Regions from separate parts of the Mus musculus genome. Here region 1 is linked to region 2. Evidence: chromatin contacts called from public Hi-C data. All regions are on one chromosome and are shown on one strand. The core of a region is the stretch at or near the end of the contact, and the rest is flanking DNA. Distances in the headings are between cores, read along the strand shown. Region 1 overlaps Tnik (TRAF2 and NCK interacting kinase). Region 2 has its middle 7.8 kb from the start of Gm42196.

Region 1 (7,318 bases), core at 3,880-6,379, 310 kb after region 2:
GGTGGTGACTGGTAGGTCTCTCTGAGATCCAAAGTGAGCCGACTCCTGTCTTAAGGGCTCAATATTCCTTCCTTAGTCTCTATGTTACTGACTTTGCTTGCTCCTGTGATCAGACGCCTTACAAAGAGCGAGCTGAAAGAGATTGGGCTTGTTTGCGCTCATAGTTCAATGGGATACAGTCTGTTGTGTTGAGGAAGGCATGGTGACAGAGGGATGAGACAGGTGGTCACAGAGTGTCAGCAGCCAGGAAGCAGAACAGGCAGTAAGTGGAGCGAGGACATAAAGCCTCAAGACCTGCTCACACGGAAACCCACACCAACAAGGCTCCGCCTTTTAAAGATTCCATAACCTCCCAGAATAGCAGAACCAACTGGAAAGCAAATGTTCAAACCCTGTGAGCCTATGGGGACAGTCAGTGAAGCTCTGAGAGCCTGGAAGCCCTTCTCGTTTGCTTCTCCAACCTTCCTCCCCTCTTCTCTCTCTGTATGTGTTGACCTCATGGCCTTACACAGAACCAAAGCCTTCCCTGGTATATTGGCCAGTGTCTTACCCAGGATCTTCTACATCCTTCTTTGCCTTTTAAGGAGCTAGTCTTTCTGATCACTTCGAACTAAGTAAAAAGTCCCCTATTATGTCATTTTTTTTCCTGTCTGTGTTGGTCAGCCCAGTTCCAAGGCTCTAGAACTCTGGGATACTGTCCACCATAGCATCACGTTCTCAACTTGCAAATCCGTATCCTAAAATTCATTTGTCACAACCACAAATCTAAGATTTTGATGGAGAAACTAGTATTAGAAAGATTAACGCTAGGTATGTGAAGTGTTTTCAGTCAGAGCAAAGCCCCTGGTGGTCTGGTTTCTATGTAAAGCAGTATGGGAACTTGCGTAAGACAAATGAGTGCTAGTGAATGTCTGCTCATGTTCAGGGAAACTGAGAGCAGCCAGTTAAGGGCTGTGTATGCATGCCCTGTTTGTAGAATAAGGACATCAGCGACACCAAGCTACTTCATAGTTTTCTATGGTGGGTTAGTGAAAGTGAAGGACTTAGAACAGTGCCTGGTGTGGTGTGTGTCAGCTACTTAATTAATTTCAGGTTCATCTGGGATTACTGCCCAGCTCATTACTCCCAGCCTCCTGTTTATCTGCAGTAGTTAGAGTCCATCTTGTTTTGAAGAAGGCATACAGGGGCATGATATATATATCTATCTTCAAGTCTCCATCTCCTTTACTATAGGTAGTGAGCCTTCATTGTTTCCATGGTAACCTCACAGATTCACCTGTTTGTTGGACTTGGGAAGTTCTGCTCAGAGGCTGTGGCAGAAGAGACTATCTTGGCTTTGTCCACCTCTTTCCTGAAGCATTTGTTCCTTCCTTCCTTCCTTCCTTCCTTCCTTCCTTCCTTCCTTCCTTCCTTCCTTCCTTCCCCCCTCCCCCCCTCCCCCTCTCCCCCTCTCCCCCCCTCCCCCTATCCCCCTCTCCCCCTCTCCCCCTCTCCCCCTCTCCCCCCCTCCCCCTATCCCCCTCTCCCCCTCTCCCCCTCTCCCCCTCTCCCCCCCTCCCCCTATCCCCCTCTCCCCCTCTCCCCCTCTCTCTCTCCTTCCCTCCCTCTCTGAAGCTGCTCTCACTCCACCTGAATCTGCACAGTTCAGATTTCCTTTGTCTTTGCCTTCTACACTTCAAGTTCTTTGCTGTATAGACTACAGAGTTCTTCCCTTCCTTACCATTTCTGTCAAGACATCACGGCTACTTATAATGTTCATGGTATTAAAACCTATGGGGAATGAGAACCCGGACTTTAATTGCCATGGAGGCAAGCGCTCTCAGTTGCTCCTGTTTGCACTTGCGTAGAGGTTTATTAATTAGTGAGTGCATGCTGAATAGAGTAGCAGGTGATCTGAAAGAGATGAGCGGGTACAAAGGGAAGGCAGTTCAAGACTGTAAGAATCAACACACAGATGTTTTAAAAGCCAATCTCTTTCTTGTCTTACACTCTAAACCAGTGTGGTACTAAACTTTCAAAAGATTTCCCAACCTTTCTCGCTGATGCTGAAGCTTCAGTAAACTGCTTGTCAGATATTTACATAAGCATATTAAATTTTTAAAATTCGGCTTTAAATCTACTATACCTTTTATTTTTACATAAGTGGGCCCAGCTATTCCACCAACTTTCATAGATTTGGTGCCCGTTACATGTTTTTACTCAGCCTAAACCAGCAATCATTTCAACTCAGCTTCACAGGACCTTTCTCCCCTACATTCTCCTACTTTGATGTAGGATGTGGTGTTTGCGTTAACTATGTTATTACATGAGTGCAGTGTTGTAAAGTCTAAAGTCTTTTACTGAGCTCCAATCCCTGCACAGGATGCCCCTTTGGGCACAATGCAAGTAGAGGACCGAAGAAGCGACCCTTTGATCCCAGTTAACTCTTCCCAAGGCTATATTTCTTATGATATCTGCAAGTATTAGCAATGTGGAAAGAAATTATTTATGAAATTATCTACACAATTATATGCAAAGAAGTATTCAATAATTGCAAAGTTTAAACAAGGCTTTTCAACTATCTTCCTTGCTCATTTTCAAGATAACCTCATAATAATATTATGATTTTTGTTCACAATAGTTAAAGTCTCATGATAGAGCTAGAATGATACCCTGTTACAATTCAGTTGATTTATTTTGTTTGTTTTAGAAAACATACAGTCTATTAAATAGAGTGTACCAATTAATACATGGTAATAATGGTTCATTTTTAAGATAGAACACACGGTATTTTTTCTCTTTCTCCTCCTCTAGCCCCATATAACAGATGGAACCCAGGGCTTTGCCCATGCCAGACAAATCTACCCTGAAGCCACATCCCCAGACCATTTTTTATTACTTTGTATTTTAAGACAGGGGTTCAGTATATTGCCAGCATTACCGGTATCTACAATATGTTGTGATGGCCCTCCTGTAAAGGGGCTGTCAAGCTTAGACAACTACATGGGAATTCATTATGGACAACAAATTTGAAATGTTGACTCAGTAAGGTGGGCCGTAGAAACTTGCTTGATCTTGGTCTTCCTGTTTGTACTCGAATCTTGTAAGGAAAGCGAGCCTACCAAGCAGTTCTGTTTCTCTTCTTTATAAAAGTCAAAAGGACTTGCCTAGAGCTTCATTGGAAAATTGAAAACATCAAACTTCTGAAAGGAGTGTATGTACCCTCATTCCTCTGGCTCCCATCTATTCATCTCCTATGGATTTTTCATGCCTTCCTAATTTGTTTTCTGAATTATTTTCTCCTCAAAGAAAGCTTTTAAAATTTTTACAGTAGCAGTATTCTGTTTTTGGAAAAGAATCCACCAGCCTTTAAAAGCATCGTGCGTCAGTTGCTAAGTATTTTATAGTATTTATAAGTGTAGGTGTTGAATGTCTATCAATGGGTGGTACATTATTATTAATTATTATTAGCATTAAATTTCTATTAAGTTCGTGGCATCTAATACAGGTTTTGTTGTTGTTGTTTGGGCAGATTAGGAATGATACTTAAAAACCAGTACAGTTCTGTTACTTAAATAAGCATTGGTTTTCTTTTCTACTATGTATGAACGTGTGAATGCGTGCTTGTGTGTTAGGTGCTTTGATGTGTGTGCACATGTGTAGAGGCCACAAGCCTCACCTTAGGAGCTGCCCACCTTGATGTTTTGAGACAGAGTCCCTCACTGGAACCTGGAACTCACCCACTCTGCTGGGCTGGTGGCCAGCCTGCTGTGATCTTCTGTCTCTTCTCCTCTCCAGCATTGGGATTGCCAGCAGGGGTGAGGGCTGGGGGATGGAGGAAAGGGCTCCTCGTGGTTCCATGTGGGTGACCTTCCTGACTATGGCTTAAGCACTTGCTAGCTCCATCTTTTCACATTGTGTCAAGGAAGGGCCGCCTCCAGCAGTTTTCCCAGCTCTCTGTAACCTGCCTCCCACTGTATTTTCAAGTGCATGGATTTATGACTTTTTATCGTTTTTTTCTGACCACACAAAGCTGATGGGCATACTTCCACCTTAGGATCCATGACTACAGGAAACCTGAATCTGTTCTCCAGGGCGATGGTCACTCATGTTTGACTGGAGATGAACTATCTCTCGCATTTCATTTAGGGAAAATGAAAGAAAGGGAAAGGTTGTCAAATGTTCTCTCTGGTTCTAAAAGCAGTCTCATCCCTAATTGCTATCTGTAAGGCTGAAATGTCAGCGGCTGCCAGGAGGAATGTAATTTGGGGGTGTGGCCACCTTTGCTTCTCTGCTTTTTAACTTTTCAGTCGTCCATATCTTTTCAATATCCATGTTGCTAATATTTAAATGAAATAATTATATATTTACAGAAACGAATCATCCTGGATAGCAAATATATGAAATATATGTTAATTATGAAGCCTTTATTCTGTTCTTTAAGCTTCAGAGGTGTGAAGAGAATAAAGAGGAAGGCAGTGCTTTCCTGCTCTGTTACTTTGATGCAAAGTCAACCTGAAAGGGTTCCTCCTTTGAAAGCCTCAGATGACATTGCTTCTTTTATTTCCATTGCTGTGCCTTTAAAAGGAGATTCTGTAGTGTGTGTGTGTGTGTGTGTGTGTGTGTGAGAGAGAGAGAGAGAGACAGAGAGACAGAGACAGAGACAGAGAGAGAGACAGAGACAGAGACAGACAAAGAGAGACAGAGAGACAGAGACAGAGAGACAGAGACAGAGAGAGAGACAGAGACAGACAGAGACAGAGAGACAGAGACAGAGAGACAGAGAGACAGAGACAGAGAGAGAGCGAGAGAGAGAGAGAGAGAGATGTTTGTTTCCAGAGAACTCATTCCCACAGCACGTGGGGGATTAAGTGGCCATACTGCAGGCACGAATGGGCTATTGAAGATGTAGTAATGATCAAAATCTAGAGAAATCCATTAGAGAATGAAAAATGCCTTATATAGGTAATAAGTGAAGTATAATGTATACTGCACAAGGTGCCCCTAAGATGAGGGAAAATATTGGTAAGAATTGGGGGTGGGGGGGGGTTTTCTAGGGGAAGACTCTTAGTCACTGGAGCCCAGGATGTAGACATAAAGGCAGCGTCAAGCAGGCATAGCAGAAGGAAGAGACATAAAGGCACTCTGGCACATTCGAGGAGGATGAGGGAACCAGGTTCGCCCTGTGGTAAAGATGGGGACAGCAGGACAGAGGTTATAAATAGTTCCCATCAAGCCCCAAAAGAGCTGGGATATCCCTGTCACTTACCCAGGCACACCACCAACTGTCTCTCTATGTATTAATTTGATCTCTATTGCAAACTACTAACCTAATTCTATCTGTTTTATGGATAAAGGGCCTCTAAACAAAAGTTACTCTAGACCCTCCCAGATCACCCCTGAACACCTCCTATCCCTCAGTCCCTTCCTCTTAACTATTGTTCTGCCTTGTGTGACCTGCAAGGCTTCACTACAGAACTGTGTCTGTCTCCTGGTCTGTGTGAGAAGAAAGGGTGGTCAGAGAGTTAGCAGCATGCTCTCACCAAGTTCTCACCATCCCTGATTTGTCAGCGAACTGTAGGATGAAAGTGTGGTCAAAAGAAGAATTTCACTGGAGTCAGGGAAACCTCACCCTTCTGGAAAGGAAGCTTCCTAGCAGGGGAGTCATATTGCAGCTAAATTTAGCTGTCCGTCAGTACACTCACTACCTCGTCAGCCGTCTGGCCATTCAGGCTGGCCTAGAGCTTGGGCATGCCTTACTTACTAAAAAGGACTCTTGCTCTTTCTCGGCGGCCTCATATTTCACTTATGTTCCTTGCCCCAAGATTGCAGGCGAACCTATTTCCAGAATTACTGTCTTCTAGGGAACACACACCAATGAGGCACTTAAGTCCTTGTTCCCACTGACTTACTCCCCAAGGACAGCATGCCTGCTGTCAGATTGGTATGGTCCCTCACTCTGAAAGAATGCCTTTAATTCATAACAGAAACTTTTACAGTACCTTTTTTGTTTGTTTGTCTGTTTTTGCCTTTGTTCTCCTAATGCACAGAATGGTATGAAGGTCCATGCTCAGAAAGCATGTAGTTCATATGGCCTGTGCTAGTGACATGGGAGGCAGCAAGGGTTGGCACCACACATAGTGTGCTGGGCCTTCCCACATCAATCATGAAAGTTGCCCACAAACTTACCTGTAGGCAAAGCTGGGGCATTTCCTTAGTTGATATGCCCTCTACCCAGATGACTCCAGCTTGTGTCAAGTTGACATGAAACTAGCCAGCACAAAGGAACACTTTCCAAAATTAATACCTAAGCATCAATTTTCCCACTGTTTCCAAGCACTCCAAGCCTCTTTGGTCCTCACACTACATTATCCATGTTTTAATAGAGACAATGAAGATCTTGTTAAGTGACCAATTACACACGGAAGTCAGAAGAATGGTCCCGGAGGCCACATCATGGTTTGGTTGAGAAGCACTGACCTCACTTCAAAAAGTAGTGTCTTCTAGCCCATTGCTCTCCGTGTCTGACTTTTCCCCGTGCCATGCTGCTTTTGGTACTGTAACTCTGTAGTATAATTGAAGTCAGGAATGGTGATAATGTGTTATGCTTTCTGCTCAGGACCGGCTGCTTAGGCAATGTAGGCTCTTTTGTTCTTCAATATGAATGTCTTTATTTTTCTATTTTAGTGAAGATCATCATGAGAGTTTTGATGGGAGTAAGGAGAGCCAAGAAAAGGGAGAGCACAGGGAATGTACTCAACATATGCTAAAAACTGGTATGAAAATTGTAATACAAACAGTAAAACATGGTTTAAAATCATTTGTGAGGTGCTACTAAGCAAAGACAGAACAATGCCACCTGTCTGCCCTTTCCATGCCCATCACCCATGAGATCCCCAGCTAAGGCCTCATCTGGGCATCTTTGTAACTGGTGGTTCTGCACACACTTCGCTGTGCACTGGGCATCTACTGAATGTCAAACTCTAAGGACCAGATTCACCCTTTGGTTCCCCTGACATTTGGGAGCTCAAAATAGTGTGTCAGACAAAGGAGAATCTCTTTTAAATATGGCATGCTTAGCAGCATACCTTGCCCCTACTCACAAGATGCCAGCACTGACAGATAGTCATAGCAATCAGAAGTCTAGACCCTGTCACATGTCCCCAGGGGGCAAAATTGCCTTGCTGGAAACCACCATTTTAAAGTATCCGAGGTAGAGGTACAGTGTAATGTGCAGGCATTTATTAGGATTAAAACATACTACTTTAAAGTCCGTCCCCCATAGAATGGGGGGATATAGTGATGCACATGTGCTCTCACAGAGGAGACGTCTGAGTGA
Region 2 (7,472 bases), core at 4,485-6,984:
CCCAGCACTTGGAAGGTAGAATCAGAATTGTTAGGAGTTCAAAGCTATCCTCACTACATTGCAAGTTCTAGGCCAGTCTGACCAAAACAAACAAACAGCAATAGCAACAAAACCATCAATCATAACATCAGATAGATGCACAGAAAAGGATTAAATTTGTTACACAGTAATCTGTTGGGAGATTAATTTCTTCATTACCTAGAACTTCTTACATTTTTCAGACATGATGTAGCACATCCTTAGTCCTAGCACACAGGTGCAGGTAGATTTTTGTTCCAGAGCAGCCAGAACTACACAGGGAGACCCTGTTTTAAAAATAAATTACAAAGAAGAAGAGGAGGGGGGGAGGGAGGGAGGGAAGGAGAAGGAAGAAAGAAGGAAAGAGGAAAAGGACTAAAGGCAAGTGAAGAAATTCTGACTTCAGCGAAAACTACTTAAAATTAAATGAAATATTAGAACCAAGGTGCTGTGGAGCTATAGAGATAGCTCAGTGGTTGAGAACACTCTTCCAGTGTTCCCAGGTTCATTTCTCAGCATCTATGTCAACAGCTCACATGCACACATGTGACACACACACAGAGACACACAGACACACACACACACACACACACACACACACACACACACACACACACACACCACAGAATCTTTAAGAAAATTAAGGCCCTCTGAAAACTAACTGCTGACAAAATTACTTACACACAGCAGAAAATGGGAATCATCACATTCTGCCCTCTAGGTGGCACTAGAACCCAAACTTGAGTACCACCGTGGCTTTCCAGCATCATCTTTGAATGAGACCACAGTTCTCTCAATCAGGTCTTTACAGGGACACTTGAGCTGCAGTGTCTTAACTCCAGAGCTCCCCCTGAGTAAACCTCATGATGTCCATCAGCTCCTGTTGTCATCTTCTAGGTATGCCCAGTTTCTTTCTTCAAAATTTCTGAATTGTATTGACTAGACCTTTAATTAAAGAGGTTCAGTTAACTGCAGTCAGAATAAATATAGTAAAACCAATAAAAATTACTATACTGTTCAGAAATGGATAAACATAAGATAGAAATAATACGGAGCAAAGGCAAGCCATGTGCAAGTGCAGGAGAGTAGTTTTAGCTATTTCAATTGTGCAAACTCTTTTTCTTAGGTGAGCTACAAGGCAGAGAGGCGCTTAATCATTCTATAAATTTCAAACATTAGAAAGTTGTATATATAATAGATATCATGATAAACATATTTATTTTATGATTTGGTTTCTGTCACTTACAACATAGATCATACTACTTACATATCTAAGAATATCTCTCCTTCAAGAGATTGTGGTCTCTACTAGGTCCAGGCTGTCCCAGCCACCACTGCCCAATGCAGATTCCCCCCTTGACCAATCCTTGGCAAACAATGGACCAATTAGGTCAGTAATTTTACATCCCACCAAGCAGTAGTTTAGCCACATGGGACAAGAAATGAAGACAAGCCCTCACCCGTTTATCCCAAGATGGCTTGGTCCATGGAACAGACTTTCAGCTACCCAAACCTCAGATCTCAATCGCTAGAGCTGATGATGAAGACATGAAAGTCTGTTTTCTACCTAGGCCACACCCTGCTTTTGTTTCTTTAGGTAATGTACTGGGCTAGGGAGAGAGTTCAGTTGATAATGTCCTTGCCAGGTCTTGAGTGCCATCCCCAGCACCTACAGAAAAAGCCAGGCATGGCAGCATATGCTTGTATTCCCCGTGCTGGGAGGACGGAGGCAGGAAGGTCCCCAGGGCTTGCTGGTCAGTTCTCCTATATACTATGTGACAGGGACCAGACCAATGAGAGTTCCTGCCTCAAAGACACAAGGTGGACAGCTCCTGAGAAACTTCAGCTTAGGATGACCTCAGACACACAACCTAACTGCACATGTATGCAAGTACACAATCATCCCCCAGTATTGTCCACTCAAAGTTGTGTAGAGCGCATCTAACTCTTCACTTGGATATACTGGAGCCACTAGTGATGCAGTAATGCAAGCTGGCGACAGTGTGCTCAAGGCCGGAGGCCCGGTGTACGTCTGACCTTGGGGAGGTCTCCTGGGAACATTTGGGATTTCTTTTTAGATATTTATTTTTGATTATTTTTAAGTGTGTGCATGTGTGTGTCACACACACAAGTGCTGTCCATCACTGAGCCATGTTTCTATTCTTCAAGCCCACTTTTTAACAACAAGATCTCATGTATCAGAGAATCGCAGGCCGGCCCAAACCTGCTTATATTGCTGGAGATGTCCTTGAACTTCTCATCCTCCTGCCTCCACCTCCTAAGAACTAGGATTATAAATATGTGCTACCACACCCCATTTATGGAGTGTTAGGGGTGAAACCCAATGATTCGTGCAAACTCGGCAGATATTCTACCAACTGAATCACCCAACCAGCTCCAAATGTCTCTACAAATAGTTTCAATAACCCCAGTCCCTGAGTGCGTATGGGAAGGGCTGAGATAGTCATCTCGAGCTCCATGTGAAATGTCTCACCAATAGATCCGAGTAAGAAAACAGTGGGCACATTGGGAAAGAAATGAAGTTGCAGTGTCCTGGCTCATGAACTCAGCTTTTGTACTGGCCACTAAAGCCAGGGCTGTGTGCAGGCGAACCCCCAGCTCAACTGCTGCTGAGCTGGAGCCTCAACACAGCCAGTGAGCTTTACTTATGAGAGAGTGCCCACCTCCAGGGTGGTAAAATTATGCTCAGGATTTCAATGTGACCGCAGTTCTATCCCTCTAGGAAGAAGTGAGGAGGGAGCACAGGGCCTGCCTTTTTGTTCTTTACTCAATGAGTTCTCAAAAAATTGTATCAAGAAAGAGAGCCAAGAGTCCGTAGCACAAGGCACGTGGGCCTGGCTGAGCAGCTAGGACACGAATTGCTACTATCTGCCACCTGACCTCCTGCACAGTCACTCCCTGTCTTTGCAGGTGGCGGAGCTGTTTTTCCCAGGACATATGGAAGCTGAGCTTGGATCCTAAGTTTTGTCTTAAAAGGAAGAGTGAAGCTGTGTGAGAGCATGGGCTGGGGAACCATGAAATCCCACTGTGGGTTCTAGAGAACTGCTCACTGGTCAATGTTCTTCCCTGCAAGGGGAAGAGCTTGAAAGACTGCTCTGGCCTCCTGGAGCCCTCTCTGCAGTGGAAACAAATCGCCTCTGAAAATACAATGCCATGTTGCTTTTAAAAAGTGGTATTTAAGCAGCATGGAAGTAGCCTAGGAGAAATTCATGCAAAATCCATTCAGGCCTATAATTTACATCTGCTGCCTGAGTTGGAACACCTCCCTTCCATAACTGGAAATCTATGGGCCTAATTCTGGGATGACTGGAAGGAGGTTTATGTCTCAGCGTGTAGCTGAGCAATCTGTCACTGGGAGGGTAAAGCTGTAACCCCCAGTATAAGAAGCTGGGCCCTAGTGTTAAAATAGAAAGATAGAAAGATGGAAACACAGAAAGAAGGGAGAGGGTGGGGCGGGGTTGGGAGTACACACTTAAAAATCCACACTCAAGGACTTATGTTTGCTTGCAGGTCCAGAGGCTTGAGCCTGCCCTCTGCCCAAATCTGCAGTCTTTCCCACTCACCATGGTCTGCGATTAATTTAGTGCCCAAGAACCTCGAGTTGCTCCTGTGTTGAAGGTGAGCACCCTGATGTAAAGTTTGATATGTCACCAAGTCACTAGATCCACACTGACCTGCAGTGGGCTTTGCTGTTTCCCATGAGTGTTCTGGGCTCAATGTAGATTTTGTTTTGTTTGAAGATTTTCGTTTCTATGTGTTTTTGTTTCTATGTGTGTGGGTTCCATGTGCGTGCATGCATATGGGAGCTAGAGTTACAGGTGGTTGTGAGCCATTCAACATGGGTGCTTAGAACCAAACTTAGGCCCATGGCAAGGAGGAAGGAAGGGACTCTGATGTCCACTTGGTCTGGCCTTTAGTGCTGAAGAGCAAGAAGAACAAGAACAAGAAGAGATACCGAAATGTCTGTATTATATTGAAAAGGAGAGGGTGGGGCAGGGTTGGGAGCACACACTTAAAATCCATACTCAAGGACTTATGTTTGCTCCTGGGGGAGGGAGGGTAAGCCAGCTCCTCAGCTGGAAAGTTCAGGGCAGAGAGCAGAGTATGTATGCCCTGTAACAGGTAGGGCCTGAGGGATGCCCAGAGAACCTGGCGGCCAAGTTCACTTTGGTATGTAAACTATGCACCTCAGTTATTTGTCCCAGGTCTGAATCTCACCACAGGCTATTCCAACATTAGCTCTCCCCAAGCTGCCTATAGGTACCAGGATTTTATGTAAAGCATAAATCGTTCTCCTCAGACTGAAATACTCCTACTCCGTTATGGCTTAATGCTTTGCCTTTTTAGTTCTGTGACCTTGAGTAGCCCACTTCATTTTTCTGGGCTACAGTTTTCCCTGTATAAAAAGGTATGGCTTCTGTTCTAGAGTATAGGGCTCAGAATAAACAGATTGTCATTTGTTGTTGTTTTGGGTCATTCTAGGGACACATGTGTCACAAGACATTAGTCCTATATACTCAAAGAACGCACAAAATATTTCAGCACAGAGAAATGAGAAAAACAGCTATTTCCGCAAATCTTTCCTTTGTTAAAAAATTTTAAAATGTATTACATAAGTTTTCTTTCAACATAACAAATATATCGAAACTAATTTTTTTCTTTTAAAGGTGGCCATGTGGTCCATGCCTATAATCCTAGCCTTCTGAAGGAGGATCAGAGTTCAAGGTCATTTTGGCTACACAGTGAGTCTGAGGCTAATCTGGGCTACATAAGGCCCTGTCTTAAAGAACAAAAGGCCCAAAAGTGATTTAGGGCTTGTGAGAAAGAAATCAGGAGTCTGGAAAAATGGCTCCCTCTGACACATCACACATACTGTGAACACAGAAATGGGATGAAGGAAGGATGAAGGAAGGAAGAAGGGAAAGAAGGGAGAGAAGGGAGGAAGGAAGGGAAGAAAGAAAGAAATGAAGGAGGAAGATAGGGAGGGAGGAAGAGAGGAATGAGAGAGGGAGGAAGGAAGAGGAGAGGGAAGGAGGGAAGAGGGAGGGAGGAATGAAGGAGGGAGGGAGGAAAGGAGAGAGGGAGAGAGGGAGGGAGAAAAGTGTCCTATCAAGGAGGTTTGGGGAAGCCATTCTTCCAGAAGATCAGAATGGAGAGCCCCACCTGCACCCCAGCCCACCTGCTGGGATAGGCCCAGAGGGAGGTGCTGAGGCCTGAGACAGCCAATGAGAGATACTTATTGTCAAGCAACAATCTCCTGTTAGTTTTTTCTGCACCATCAGAATGCAGGGGACCAGGGAAACCCCCGAGAGGGATACCTCTGGGTGCCGCTGTTACAGACAAGGACTTTTAACTATCCTTGAGGTAAACAAAAGGGATCCCTTAGAGAACAGAACACCCTGAGGACCTGGGATGCAGTTCCATTGGTAGGGTGCCTGCCTAGTGTACAAAGCCCCTAGTGGATGAGTCCTAGCACTCCATAGCCTGGACTTGATGCCAAAGGCCTGGAATCCCAGCAGGAGGCAGGAGGATCGGAAGTCCATCTTCATCTATTTAGCAAGTTCCAGGTCAGCCTAATTCCTGGAGATCCTGTTTCAAAAACGGGAGAAGAGAGGGGGATGATATGACCGAGTCTGGCTTTGTGGATGGTCCAGAGGCAGGGCAAGGCCAGAGGAGGAGCTGCTCCTGGGGACAATCCCTAGGCCTGACCCCAGCCTCACTGCTAGCCTTCTGACTGAAGCTCCAGCTCCTCGTCTGTCCAATAGGAGAAGCCATGCAGCCAGCCAGCCAGGCAAGCGGGAGGGTCTGAGGCAGTGGCAGCAGTGGACCAGGTAAACTACATTTCTTAAGTCAGCAATTCTAGCTTTTCTCCGCTCCCCCTGACCCCGCCTTTTGCCCTTCATTTAAAGGAAACATTTCTGAACGTTCCACCAGCTTCTAAAACAACCGACATTTGTTCCCACGTAGATCCCAACTGAAGGAGGGGAGGGAAGGGGGAAGGATGGAGCTGTTTTTCTTTGACTGAAGGTCAGACCCTATACTCCTCTTACCCTCCCTGATTTCCCTCTGACTCATCTTTGGGCCTGAGGCATATCACAAGCTTCCTGTCTCCTTTTCCTTACCTGGAAAAAAAAAGGTTTTATTTCATCGGCTTCCACCTGCCTTTCTGTGCCTACTGTTTTGAGACTGTGTTCTACTTCCTCTAAATTACCTTTTCACGGGGAGTTTTAGTGTTTTCTAGAAGCAGGGAACGGACCAAGTGTTCTTTGAGTGATTCCAGCAGAGAACCGCACCAGAGAGCAGCAGGTCTCAGGCCACGTGATTATCGCCCCCTGGGGGCTGTTGGCAACGTCTAGACATTTTTGGATTATGCAATCACCGGAAGAGGAAGTGTAATAAGCAGAAAAGAGAGCTATTGCCAAATACCTACCATGCATAGGACAGTGCCTGCCACAAGAAACAATATCTGGTTTACACAGCCACTTCCCTTGTCTTCGGATGAATGGAACGCTGCTCTTTCTGCTAACCCGTGACAACGTCTGACTTGGGGAGCCCACAGCAGGAAAACCTCATCCCATTCTCTTCAAGGCTCCCTCCACCATCCCCCCTGCAGCAAACTGAGGGGAAGGGGTATCTGATTTCCAAGCTCGTTTTGCAGGGTGGGGAATTCAAGTTCCCAAGACACAGGCTCAACCTGAGATGGTCCTCCCTATAGGAGTACCTGCCTTCCGCGTCCCTCGTGGATGGTGCGACACCAGACTTATCTGGTTAAAGAGAAATGCTTCCTTGCTGCCTTCTTTGCTGGGGACAAGCCCCAGACAGTTGCACTGGTAAAAACCTCAGGACCAGACCCAAAGCCTCAAGGTCCACAGACAACGATGCTAATAGGTTGGAAATAGGCACAAAAGTCCAAACAGGAAGCTTTCTATCCTCCCCCTGACTCCTCCTCCCTCTGGGTTCAGGTATCTGTTCCTTTCCCTCTTCCGGACACTGTCCCAGCTAGCAGGAAGTTGCCAGGAAAGCGAATCTTACTATGTTCTTTGAGACTGAACGTGCTGATGTTTGTAACGAGCTATGGAGAGAAAATGATTAATCCAAAGTCATGACCACCCCTGGGGGTCTTCGTTGTCCCCAAGGGGCTGACAAACCAGATGGTGACTGAGGTGACCACTTCACTCTCACGGAAGGGTTAGTGTAGGGAAGGAGCCAAACTCACCATGTATGGCTACACAGTGCTCCATGGGGCTCAGTAGACCCTGGTATGCTTTTTTGTCTTTTCTTTCTTTCTTTCTTTCTTTCTTTCTTTCTTTCTTTCTTTCTTTCTTTCTTTCTTTCTTTTGGACAGATGATTATGTTTGTCACTGAGAGTGACCTTGAACTGGTTCTCATACTGCTAGTCTCACAGGGACGTGCCACCTCTCTGCAGAGCTGCT

What was found. A called contact is a pair of places that touch in the nucleus more often than the background predicts.
Region 1: a Hi-C map of muscle stem cells shows a contact between it and region 2, with 2.5 times the contacts expected there. The contact joins two enhancer-like sites. A contact is called at or near these places in 8 of 484 Hi-C or Micro-C datasets (the HL-1 cell line, the HPC-7 cell line, cortical neurons and 4 more) and 3 of 115 datasets of contacts at active chromatin or transcription factors (embryonic fibroblasts, neural tube and trophoblast stem cells).

What each region holds. Positions count from the first base shown.
Region 1 is chr3:28,480,247-28,487,564 of GRCm38.p6, forward strand. All of the region lies in intron 2 of Tnik (TRAF2 and NCK interacting kinase), which reads left to right. Among named protein-coding and RNA genes, the nearest start is that of Mir466q, 64 kb to the left of the region's middle. Within about 2 kb of position 5,130, at least 36 of the 459 cell types and tissues checked have an H3K27ac peak or open chromatin away from gene starts, as enhancers often do. A contact at or near this core is called in muscle stem cells and trophoblast stem cells, where this site is marked.
Region 2 is chr3:28,165,022-28,172,493 of GRCm38.p6, forward strand. No RefSeq gene overlaps it. Among named protein-coding and RNA genes, the nearest start is that of Gm42196, 7.8 kb to the right of the region's middle. Within about 2 kb of position 5,735, at least 82 of the 459 cell types and tissues checked have an H3K27ac peak or open chromatin away from gene starts, as enhancers often do. A contact at or near this core is called in muscle stem cells and trophoblast stem cells, where this site is marked.